2 separate regions of the Sus scrofa genome follow, and region 2 is linked to region 1. A link is a contact called in public Hi-C data. All regions are on one chromosome and are shown on one strand. Each heading gives the region's core, a stretch centred on a gene start, on an enhancer-like site or on the middle of the called end of the contact. The rest is flanking DNA. Distances are from core to core; before and after follow the strand shown. Region 1 overlaps FGGY (FGGY carbohydrate kinase domain-containing protein). Region 2 holds the start of FGGY (FGGY carbohydrate kinase domain-containing protein).

Region 1 (6,003 bases), core at 1,838-4,337:
GAGCAGGTGCCAAGAGATCACTGGTTGTCAGTATTCAGAGGCTAAAAGAGGGGGGCAGGAGAGAACGGAGTATGTCAGGCTGTCAGGGCGGGAGGGGAAAAACGAGCTGTTCAGGTTCGTGGCTTCTCATCCACACCTATCAGAAGTACCAGAGTGACAGACTAGGAATCTGCTGCTGCCCTGCATGAACACTGATGCTTACTATGGGGTCAGTGACCATCCCTCTTTATCTGCCACAATGAGGCAAACTCTGGGGAAGATTGAGCTGTCTTCTTTCACTTTTCATTGGTAAAGCAGATATGGATGGAAAAGGTTAAGAATTCCCACCTTGGAGTTCCCGTCGTGGCACAGTGTTTAATGAATCCGACTAGGAACCATGAGGTTGTGGGTTCGATCCCTGCCTTTGCTCAGTGGGTTAACGATCCGGCATTGCCGTGAGCTGTGGTGTAGGACGCAGATGTGGCTCGGATCCCGCATTGCTGTGGCTCTGGCTTGGGCTGGCAGCTACAGCTCAGATTAGACCCCTAGCCCGGGAACCTCCATATGCCGCGGGAGCAGCCCAAGAAATGGCAAAAAGACAAAAAAAAAAAAAAAAAAGAAAAAGAATTCCCACCTTTGTCCTTTGGGACAAAGGAGGTAAAAGTGTGTGACCTTGGATCGATATGATATGCACCCTTCATTAAGTGGTTCTGAATTTGCTAGTTTCCATAATTTTATAAAAAAAAGAAAATCCTGTTTTTTAGTGAGAACTTGCTGTGTATCAGGCACTGTTCTAGGTCATTAAATATATTGTTTATATGTATATATAAACAATTTAACAATGTTTTGTTAGTTTTAGGTATATAACACAGTGATTCAGTCATAATATTCTTTTCCCTTACGGGTTATTAGAAAATACTGAATATAGTTCCTTGTGCTATACAGTTATACAGTTGGTCCTTGTTGGTTATCTATTTTATATATTGGAGTGCATATAGGCTAATCCCAAACTCCTAATTTATCCCTTCCCCTTCCTTTTCCCCTTTGGTAACCGTAAGTTTGTTTTCTGTCTGTGGGTCTCTTTCTGTTTTGTAAATAAGTCCATTTGTAGAATATTTTAGATTCCACATGTAAGTAGTATCATGTGATAAATGTCTTTCTTTGTCTGGCTTATTCACTTAGTATAATAATTTCTAGGCCCATTTATGTTGCTACAAATGGCATTATTTCATTATATTTTAGGCTGTGTAATAATCCATCATGTGCATATGTATATATATAAATATTTGTCTTTTTAGGGCCACATTTGTGGCATACATATTTTATAAAATATATGTGCACACACACACACATATATACACATAGACACACACGCCACATCTTCTTTATCCATTCATCTGTCTTTTTCAGCTCTTTGGTATAGATCTAGATGTGAGTTCCATACCCTTGAAAGTCATACAGCCAGTAGGACTGTAATTTTTCAACTGAGTAGCTGTATAGCATTTCCTTTGCTTACCAGTTTTCTCTGAGACCTTGAATTTCTTTTAGAATCTAGTCTTGTTTGCTCTTTAATATGGTAAAAGTGGAGCAATCTCAGGCTGGGAGTCCTCATTTACAAATAGTATGACAGTATATTCTTTGCTGAAATAACATTTTTGACTGCACCCATGGCATGTTCCCAGGCCAGGGATTGAACCTGTGTCACAGCAGTAAACAGAGCCAAAGCAGTGACAACACCAGATCCTTAAACCTCAGAACTATCAGGGAACTCCTGCTGAAAATGTTTTGAAACTGTAAAAATGCTCAAGAATAGAGATCACGTTTTCCAGGTGCTATTACAGAATCCCGGAAGGTTCTTGCTGTGAGGGTGAAACTGCTAAGTGAAGTAGGGGTTAGGTTTTAAGGGGACCATATCCAAGTCATATATTGTTTAGAGTTCTTTTCTCTGACCCCGGAAGGCCTTCCTTGGGAGGGACAGGACATTTTGGTCTTGGTGGCCTCTTAAATCAGTTTGCTATCCTGGATGGCTGCCACTGTAGGTGAACTCTTGTGAACTTTTGGATATGCTGTACTTGTGTGATTCTAGGTAGCCTCTGAGTTTCAGTCTGATTAACGGTGTCAATATTCAGTCTTGGATACTGTAAGAACTCTGTGGCCTTGATGGTGAGGCCTTAGGACACATAGCATAAAATACACCTGGTGGCATGGTTTGAAACTTGGAAGAAATATCTGGTCCAGCCAGGTAACCCTGGGCCCTTGGTGCTCAGTTTGTCTGCAGAGTGTGGTGGCTGGATTAGGTGATCCATTTAGCCCCTCCCTGGACTGAACCTCTGAGTCCAAAAGTAATGGTGTCGACCAAAGTCTCCCTTTGACTTCTTTCTTAAAGCTCAGGTTATTGGAAGAAGTATTATAAAAGCCTGACATTAAATTCAACCCTTTGGGATATAATTTAGTGTCAGAATGCTGTATCCTTGTCTTCTTTTTTCACCTCTTCTAGTTAGTTTATTATTTTTTAAATACACCTTCTTTTTTTCTTGTTTTCTTCATTTTTCTTCCTTGCTCTAAATTATAGTCAAGGGCCTTTGAAGAGAATTCTTAAATGTTATTAAGAAATTGCAGTCAGGGAGCCCTTTGTTCCCAAGTCATTTAGAAGATTGCTTTTCCTTTTGTTAAATATGAAACATTGTCAACCTGCATTGTTAAAATGTGCCAAAAACTGCATTCACCACTAAAAAGTGTCAGCTCTCATTATTGCCCAGATATTATTCTTTTCAAAAGCTGAGCACTCTCCCCGGGCTTTCTAAACAATCTTCAGCTCATTCATCTTTCTGGTTTCGTTACGTTTTTGAACCTCTCTCAGTCCTACCTAGAGTGGCAGCCTGTCTTTTAAAAATTAATGGGTTCCAAATGCCAGTCAAACCTATTTCCGCCCTCAACCTCCTGCTCCCCTCTCCGGCCCTGCCTGTTAGGAGTCTTATACTCTGTATAAATATTGAGCTGCAGATAGTTTCTAAAGAGGTGTTTGGACTTTTAATTAACACTGACAGCCTGTCTGCCTGGGATTTTGCTCTGCTGTCTCCATGGAAAAGTCAGGCAGGTCATATGGAGAGGAGCGGGGCTCCGCAGTGGATATGTTCCTGGCGGCTGGCCCTAGAGACACTGAACTCCGAGCCAACCATGAAGTCATTTTGAATTTAAGGAGTCTTGCTAATCCAAGGCAATGTGTCTTAATTTGACAAAGTAAAGACTGCCCGATAAGCAACCCTAACTACAAGTTCTGTGAAACTGGGGGTGTTTGTAAGTTTAGATTGTGCTAGAGAAACGTGGTGATGTGGAAGAATGGGCTCGTTTTCTTCTGTTTACTCCCTTTCCCATCCCATCCCCCCCCTCCCCCCCCCCGACTTTGGCCCAGTTCAGCCCTGCAGTCTGGCCTCTGCAGTGGCTTGATATGAAATTTGAGAAACATATGTAGTTTTCTATTTCAGGAAAATGATCTCAGGGATTGAATGTGTTTTTTTGTCGGCTGTTAAGCTCTGATCTTGCCCAGTGTGGTTTTTTGATGATGGGAAAGAGGCTTCGAAGTGCTTTTTATCAGAATTCCTTGTAATAAACCTTAGGGCTTTTTTTTTTTTTTTTCGTTAGGCCCCCACCCCCTCCCTGGCCCTCAGCACAATGTCATCTATTCTGTCAGAAGTGGGAAGAAGTGCACGTTGTTCATGTTACAATCAGTTCATTGCTGCGGGCAGGCACATACACAAAAATGGCCGCTGTGTCCACCCTTCACAAAAGCTGTTTTAAATGTAGTTCAGTGGAGGGCCAGGGGTCTGCATACTGTTGCCCATAAAGGAAAAGGGAACCATGGAGGAGAAGTCGGCCTTTGTTTTGCCTTGGAAGGGCCAGTATTCTTCTTTGTTCTTGAGGTGAGAGCCAACAATGGGCCCAGTGCCCTGTAAAACCAAACTTCATTGATCCAGGCATGCAGAGGATGTGTGGACCAGCATGGCTGGGCCTGATGAGAGCAGAGCCGAGAGAGGGGTGAGGTGAAGTGCTGGCCGGGAGATGGGGAGGTGGGAGGCCGACTCGATTATTTTCATTTGGGTCTGACCTGCCCCGTGTCCGAGGAGGAGGCATGGCTCCAGCCCATCAAGGAGCATCTCTGTCATGGTAGAGAAGGGTTCCCTGCTTATTCACCAGATGCAGGCCTCTTGAGGACAGTTGCATGTCCACGTTCATCTTTGCTTCCAGGGGGTACTTGCTGAATGAATAAGAGAATGATGTGCTCCAGCGGAGATCTCTACAGAATACGCTGAAAGCATAGACAAAGGACCGACCTACCCATCCCAAGAGTTGGGCAAAAAGGGGGAGAAAGCACAGAAAGGTGTACCCAGAGGAAAGGGAGCTGGCATTCCTGGGCAGCATGCCCGTTATCCGATTTGATCCTTGTATCATTTTAACAGATGAGGAAACCAAGACAGGGGACACGTTCATCATCACACAGCCATGAAGGAGCAGAGGCTGGATCTGAAACTAGGTCTGCATGGCTCCTAAGCGATGTCATTTGGTGTGGCTCAATCTTCCAGCAAGGGAGGAAGGATGGAAATCCTGGTTCCTCTCACACTGCATTTGTCTCCACCACTTGTTTGGTTTGCAGTGAAAAGCCCCCCTCCCTCTGGCCCTGAGATCTGGGCTTTGTCGAAATGGTTTGGGAAAATTTAAGAGACTTTTGGGCAGTGGTGGAGATGGGCTTCCCCTGAAGGAAATGCATTGAAATTGAAGCTTTGGGGACCTCGGATTGCATGGGCCCCATGAGTGCAGGTAGCTGTTGGGAGTCGTAGAATGTTCTGGGTGGGGAGGGGTTGCAGTCAGGAAGGACTTCTGTGTAGGCATTTCTCATCTCAGGAAAAGGGAATCTAAATGCCCTAGGTTCCACTTATTTTAGTTTTTTTTTTTCCTCATTGTAAACCTTCATTATGGTACCTGATTTTATATTCATAATTTTGTATTCCTTTCTTTGAGTTCCCCATGTAAAAGCTTCAGGCCCTTTAAGATGGGGATTTGTCCCAGGAAGTGACATGAGAGCACCTTGCACGGAGGAGGGAACTCAAAGTAGCCGTTGAGTTTGGGCTCTGGGGTGGCACGCCAGCCCTGGGACTTAATCGTGTGACCAGGAGCAAGTCTCTTACATCTTTTGCACGTTGTTTCCCTCATTGTACTCTATGGGCTTGCTGTGGGGATTGAAAGAGTTCACATGGATAGAGCTTATAGGCCAGCGTGCTGAGGACTCGGGAGATGTCAGCTGCCCTCGCGGCTCTTGCTGTTATTTGTTACTGGTACCTGAGACCCACATAGATGGTGCCAAATACCAGTGCCTGCCATTAAAACATTGACCTTCTGAGGGGGATAGTGCAAGGACAACTTTAGACTTACATTAAAAAGCCCACAGACGGTCCCGTTATGCATCCATCTCCTTAGCGTCTTTGGCCATCCTTCAAACGGCTTCAAATAGACTTTGTTAATTGGAAAACTGGTGCTATTTTCACAGAACTGAGAAGTGAGCTGTCTTTATTTCCTGCCAGTGTTCATCATACACCAACATTCCAGCCCCGTCAGCCGTCTCACACATCCTGGGGCCCTTTCATGTCTTCTTGCTTTTGCACATACCGTTCCCTCTCCAGAACGGCATCTGCCTGCTTTTATCCTGGCTGAGCTGTTACTCATCCTTCAGGACCCGTCTTAAATGTCCTGTTGTTTGTGGAGCCCTTCAGACTCCCCCAGGGCAGTTAGGCCCTCCCTTTTCATTGTTCCTCTAGGTTTTTTTTGTTTTGTTTTGTTTTTTGTTTTTTCCCTTTGAAACTACTTTTCTGGTTGTACTGTAATTATTTCTGGGCACATGTTTTTCTTCTACTAGCTTAGGAACCCTTTGGATGAAGAAACCACAGTTTACCTTTGCAGCGTGCAGATGCATATTAGGTGCAGAGAAATTCGGGGGGGGGTGTTGATTGGAAAGGGTTTTTCTTTTTATAT
Region 2 (6,579 bases), core at 2,882-5,381, 87 kb before region 1:
TCGCATAGTATCTGATTTCCCTTCATACTGCAATTGCGTCCATTATATATTGGCAGGCTGATTTTCTGAATGTCTGTTCACGACTGTCAGTTTTACGACAACATGGACAATACCTGCTCTTCTCAACATCATCTCTTTAGTGCCTAGAATGGTAGGCACTCAAGAAATCTGTGAGTGAATACCTAAATGTCTGAATGAATAAATGAATTCATGAATAAATGGATAAGCATACTTATTTCTGTGCCATGACTCTTAAGAATCTCAGGGAAACTTCTCTCTGGTGAGGGGGACAGGTGTTAATGTAGGAAGAGCAGAGAATCAGAAAATGCAGTTAGAATATTGGAGGGCCTCCAGGGGCCACCAGGGAAAGCAGCAGGTCTCCTCTCTGCCTCCTGGTGCTGCATGGAACAGTCTCTGAGCAGGAAGGAAATTACACAAACTTCCAGTTCAGCTGGTTCCAGGGTTTCACAACCCAGCTCTTTCTTTCTCGCTCAAATCTGATGTGCTAATTCACTGGTGTAATGTCTGACCTGTCTACTGGACAATGACTCTGCGTGATCCCCATGCTGCCTTGCAATAACCCTGAGTGGACGTCTAGATTTTCCAATAAATTAGTCTTTGAATCCAATGCCACACAATAACACTTTATGGTGAGTTGGGGAGGAGGAGCAGGGATAAACAGATGCAATAAAACTACTAGGCATTTGATATGTTCTTGGAGTTCCACGATAGAGGTAAGGAGAGGGAACTGAAGGATACAAAGGAGGCTATCTGGCCCTGCCTAAGGTGAAACAGTGTAGTCACAGTTGGATAACATTTATAGCTTTCAAAATATAGGTGTTTTGTCTTTTTGGGTGTGTGTGTGTGTGTTCACTTATGGCACGTGGAGGTTCCCAGGCTAGGGGTCAAATGAGAGCTGTAGCCACTGGCTTATACCACAGCCACAGCAACACCAGATCGAGCCACATCTGCGACCCACACCACAGCTCATGGCAATGCCCGATCCTTAACCCACTGAGTGAGGTCAGGGATCAAACCCAAGTCCTCATGGATACTAGTCAGATTCATCTGCCACTGAACCATGATGGGAACTCCTCAAAATACAATTATGCATACCATATCATTTTAGTCTCCCTGTAGCCATGGAAAATGGAGGTATGGATAACATTTGCATTATTTGCTCCCGATATCTAGGAAAACCGAGGCATGAGGGATTGGTTCAGGATATAGATCTGGTTTGAGTCAGGCAGACATGAACTCACAGCCCGGATCTCGTGATTACCAGTTTAGGGATCTTTCTTTCTTCTGGACCTCACTGTCACACACTGGCCTTTATATTGTATTGATCAACAGGGTGAGGGTGCCTGCAATGTCACAACCCCCACCCCCCATCTTCTGTACTGTATTTGCCATGAACTTTTGTGATGGAATGTCAGAATCTAATAAATTACGGGATGGCCAGCCAAGGCCCACTGGGCTACAGGGGCCATTGCTTTTGTAAAGCTGTGTGAAACACAGTCACAACCACTCATTTCCTTTTATCTATGGCTGTTCTTGCCCTATCAAGGCAGAGGTGAATAGGTGCAACAGAAACTGTATGACTCACAAAGTCTAAAATATTTACTATTTGGTTCTAATACAAAAAGTTTGTCAGCTCCTAGAATAAATGAATGGAAAAGAAGCACATGGAAGAAAAATAGAGTCGTTCATTCACAATAGGCAGCGGGTAGAACTAAAAAAGAGAATGAGGATCAGCAAAAGAATCACGTCTCTGTCACTTGGTCGACTTTGAACAAGTCATTTATACTCTCTGGGTCTGTTTCTGTATCTATCCCCTTATAGAAGTACTGTAGGATTTCCATGAGGTAATGTGTATGTATCAGAAATAATGAGGTTTAGCCCCACGGGACAGAAAACACAAACTTAGTGTGTTGCACAAGACCGCTATTTCTTTCTTAAGATGTGGAAGTGGGCAGTGGTGTTGGTTTGGTGCTTCCTGGTGTTAGGAACTCGAGCCCATGCACCTTGGGTGTTTCTCTGTGGTTTTCATTTCTGAAACTCTTTCATGGCCCAAGATGGCTGCTGGAGCTCCAGCCACTTCTCTATTATTGCTATTACTACTACTGATAGCATGATAATAAGAGGAAACAAACCAAAATCAAATACAAACATATATATATATATACACATATATAAAGATCAGGCAGCGAATCCACATTAATTCAAGTCTAGCCAAGATGAGATCTCCTGCCATATTTCCTGAGGCAACCACTATATTTCATTTATTCTATTCCTGAGGTACACACTGAGGACGCTCTGGAAGCCATGTCTCGCATGTGTTCAGTACCTAACACTTTACAAAGTATTTCCATATTTATTACCTCATTTGCTCTTCAATACTCTGTAAAGGTAAGATTGGTAGGTCTTAATATTATTAAGACCTTTGTATACTATGATTCACACAGGTGCCGAGTAACCAGATCCCAGTATATCTCACATTCCCAAAGAGTCCGTAGTTAGGTTTTCGGGTATCTGCTGGAACCGAAGGGGAACGATCATGGTGTAGAAGAAAAATGACCCTGTAGGGGAGCAAAACTTGCCACCCCAAAATGTCTCTTTGGCATGAGAATTATTTTGAGCTGAAAACAATCATAGTCCAAAAGACTCAGGCAGAAACTGTGATGTTCCCCTTAGCTGCTTAAAGAATAGTTAGAAGACCTCTTCCAGGAAGAGTTATCATCATAGATAACTGCAGTATGAACTAGGTGTGGTAGCCTGGGAGGAACCTAAGGTCTTCTTTTGTTTGTTTTTAATTCTTCTTCGTGTCCCACTATCTCTGCTTGACTCAACAAACATCTGTTTACCAAAATTTGCTTTTCCATCTCTATGTGAATTGCCTTCCTCCTCTTTGAAGACCCAAACCACTATCCCTAACCTCCTTCTTTTGTCTTTAGCTGAAGATGGTTTTACGGAGAGACTCTGTTTTTCTAGGTTTCTCCTATGTATACAAGTTATTAAACATTATTTGATTTTCTCCCATTAACATGTCTTAACATGAATCAACATGTCAATTCAATTCTTAGACCAGCCAGAAAAACCTACAAGGATAGAGGAAACTTTCTTTCTCTGGCAACCCCAAACTAGGACTTCTAGCAGATGCAATTAATCATGTGGCCCTGGCCTCAATGAGCCAGAATCCTCACCTGTAAGACCAGGATAAAAGCACGCATTTGGGGTTGTTATGAGGAAAGTAGAGTGACTTTCATGCACATGGCATAGAGTCCCGTTCAGTGAAATCAGTTATTACCTAGGCTTACCTCTCATAACCGATGTGTCCTTTGAAAACCACTTCCTTTTACTGCACCTCAGTCTCCTTTTCTAGGAAAATAAAGAGTTTGGATTTGTTAAACTATCTTCCATATCTCAGTCCCATCAGCCTAGGAACCTGCCTTTTTAAAAGATCTGGCTCAGCTCAGCTCACGTTGGAATCTACTTTCCTTTTACTGTGTATCACAAAACAAGCTAAAAAACGTGTCTGACGCTCTGCATCTGTAGAGCGTCAAAACAGGGACAAACGATACCTAGCTTACTGGAAACATAAAGACGTGAAGATTACGTGAGATAGAGTGTCCGGGACCCATCAGCTTGTAACTGCCTTGAAGGCTGGGACCCATCTGTTTTGCAGATTTACAAGCCTGACACCTCTTCAGAGGGTTGGGTCACAAAACTAGATGAATAAATTCACGTGAAGTATCAGGAGCAAGACCTGGCACAAAGTAAGCATTCAATAAATATTATTAATTATTTTAACACCTGTCTGCAAGAGTTCGGGTACTCAGTATATGGTTGAGAAGTTAACATGATACACATTGGACACACACACCCACCAGAGGCTGCTGAGAGTTTGCGTGGGCGAGTTCTTGGAGAAGAGCCCCCAGAGCAGGACACTGAGAGGGCAGCGGCCACTTTGGGCCTTTGAAAATCCGGGAAAGCGGGAAGATCCGGGCGGAGGCTGCGGACCTAGCTCCCAGCCGACGCAGCACAGCACGAGGCGACGGCGGGCAGGCACCGACCAATCCGGGGCCTGGTTCAAAGAGCCAATCGGGGCGCGCTTTACAGGGGCCGCGGCCTTAGGGGGCGGGGCAGGGGGAGGGGCCACAGCCGCCTCCCGGACCGCCCAGCCCAGGCGCGGTGCGGCTCGGTGCGGTAAGCTGCAGAGCCCTGTTAACTAAAAATGTAATTTCAGATTGGACAAGTAAGTGATCCTCCTCTCGGTCCCACGTGTGCATCAGGGGCTTTAGCGGTTGCTCAGGCTCACAGCGAGCCGGTTCTCTAGCCTGAGAGCGCTGGGCCGAAGCCTCCCTCCCTTTTCCCGCAGCCGGCGCCTCCTCTTCCTCCTCTGGCCGCTTAAGTCTTAGTGCTGGTCGTGCTTTGGCTCTTGTTGAGTCCCCAGTGTCCACTCCTTGGTGAGGCGTCAGGCCACTCAAGAGAAGGGTCAGCCTTGACTGCACCCTCAACACTGCCTAGGAGCTTTCTGAAACCTGGGGTCCTTTGCCCTCACTGTCCAGTTAACTAGGTTAATTTCCTATCTTTATCACACCTCTCCCCACCCCCCACATCTTATTTTAGAATGTTTCCCTAGGCATTTTTGAGCCTTTTAATCCCAGGCTGGCCACCTAAAGCCTTTTAAGGCTAGTGCTGCTTGTGATTATGTTTGAGGTGCAGTTTAATTTAGATGGTGTAATGCTCTTTGTCTATAGTTAAACTGCATAGGAAAGGCCTAGAGGTATCTTTCCATTTTTATTAATTTCCTTTTTTTTTTTAAGGATGAACAACATGCAAAATGGGGCATTTCCCTAATCATTGGCTATTTTCCACTAAAGCACTTCTCATGTTGTAACTAATTTCGTTTGTAAAGAGTCAAGTCATTTTCAAGATCTGGGAAAGCAGTCATCCTTAGGTTAATTTTTAAAGTGATATCAGAAGGAAGTGATTATGCTTTTGAATCCATAAGAAAGAAGGCAAGCTTTCTCTTAGTTCCTGGCTGTTAGACGGTAGTTTTGCTTTGTTTTGTTTTGCTTGCTTTTCTCTTCTTTGCTGTGATCCACCTTCTATCCTGAAATTGTGCTTTGTAAGTTGCCAGCTGGGTCTTCCAGCCTGCTGACTGCCTCCTGGTCTTCTGGGAGTCTCCTGTTAATTAGGCCCTGTGCTTGGCTTTTGACCTAGTGGCCACAGGCCTGGCTCTTGGAGGGGCCAGCTGAGGAGGCCCAGCGAACTCTTGTTAAGGATGATTAAGGAACCAGAGAGGCTGAGAGGGCCTGGAGATTGATTTTGAGGGGGAGGGAGATTGGGAGCCTCCCTGATGGATTTGGAAGTTTTGGGAGAAGGGAATAACCCAGAGAGTGGAGATCTGTGTCTTTCTGGATGAAACTGAGAAGTTTACTGGGAGGAGACTGGGCCTTTTTCCAAGCTGTGTTAATTTTTTCTGTGGGCCTTGTCTTTTCCTGGAATCTGGTTCCCTTTCCCTAACCTTTCACTTAGTTCAAATCACAGTCAATTACCAGATGGTTTTGAAAACAATTTGAGGTAATGAATCTTACCCTTAAACTCCCAGTCAGAGTGGGACCATCGCCGTGCCCCCCACCCCCAGCCCCAACCAAAAGGATTTGAAATAATTATTTTACCAGAATGTTCTACAGAGATCAGGGAGTTCCCATAGTAGCGCAGCAGAAACCAATCCGACTAGGAACCATGAGGTCGTGGGTTCGAACTCTGGCCTCTCTCAGTGGGTTAAGGATCTGGCTTTGCAGACTTGGCTCGCATCTGGTATTGCTATGGCTCTGGCGTAGGCTGGCAGCTGTAGCTCTGATTAGACCCCTACCCTGGGAACTTCCGTATGCCGTGAGTGTGGCCTTAAAAAGACAAACAGACAAAAAAAGAGAATGTTCTGCAGAGATCATTCAGCTTCTCACCTGCCCATGTTTTTATAAGGTGGAATTTAGAGTCAACACAGGTGGTGTAAGAGAAAGTCATTGAGGGAGTTCCTGTTGTGGCTCAGTGGTGATGAACCCAACCCCGCTAGTATCCGTAGGACTTGGGTTTGATCCCTGGCCTTGCTCAGTGGGTTAAGTATCTGGCATTGCAGTGAGCTGTGGTGTAGGTTGCAGACATGGTTTGGATCCTGCATTGCTGTGACTGTGGTGTAGGCCAGCAGCTACAGCTCCAATTTGGCTCCTAGCCTGGGAACTTCCATATGCCTCAGGTGCTGCCTCTTTATTTAAAAAAAAAAAAAAAAAAAGGTTACTGAAACACTAGCTATTGTGTTTGTTCATTTGTTCTGTTTGGAGATTGTTCTGGGCCTGGCCCTGTGGTAGGCTCTGGGAAAACAGAGTAAATAAGACTTGGTCTTTGCTTTTGAGCTTTTATCCAGTCTGCTTCTATCTAGTCCTTTGAAGGAGATTATGTGATAGTGAGATTAGTGCAAGGTATGCAGAAGATTCTCAGGAGTTGAGAGAAATCCAAATGGCCCAATATGGGGTTTTAGGGAAAACTTCTCAGAGGAGATAATACACAAGTGGT

The links. Hi-C and Micro-C count contacts between places; a contact is called where the count stands out from the background.
Region 2: a Hi-C map of skeletal muscle shows a contact between it and region 1, with 3 times the contacts expected there. The contact joins the promoter of FGGY here to the enhancer-like site in region 1. A contact is called at or near these places in 7 of 47 Hi-C or Micro-C datasets (alveolar macrophages, embryonic fibroblasts, fetal heart ventricle and 3 more) and 2 of 2 datasets of contacts at active chromatin or transcription factors (alveolar macrophages and skeletal muscle).

Annotation. Positions count from the first base shown.
Region 1 is chr6:153,123,310-153,129,312 of Sscrofa11.1, reverse strand. All of the region lies in intron 5 of FGGY (FGGY carbohydrate kinase domain-containing protein), which reads left to right. Among named protein-coding and RNA genes, the nearest start is that of FGGY, 87 kb to the left of the region's middle. Within about 2 kb of position 3,087, at least 40 of the 83 cell types and tissues checked have an H3K27ac peak or open chromatin away from gene starts, as enhancers often do. A contact at or near this core is called in skeletal muscle, where this site is marked.
Region 2 is chr6:153,210,731-153,217,309 of Sscrofa11.1, reverse strand. FGGY (FGGY carbohydrate kinase domain-containing protein) reads left to right here and starts at 4,131. Exons shown (of 16, transcript XM_021097811.1): 1 at 4,131-4,255. It overlaps LOC102165506 (a long non-coding RNA gene), which reads right to left and starts at 4,058. Exons shown (of 4, transcript XR_002345481.1): 1 at 3,888-4,058; 2 at 3,318-3,378.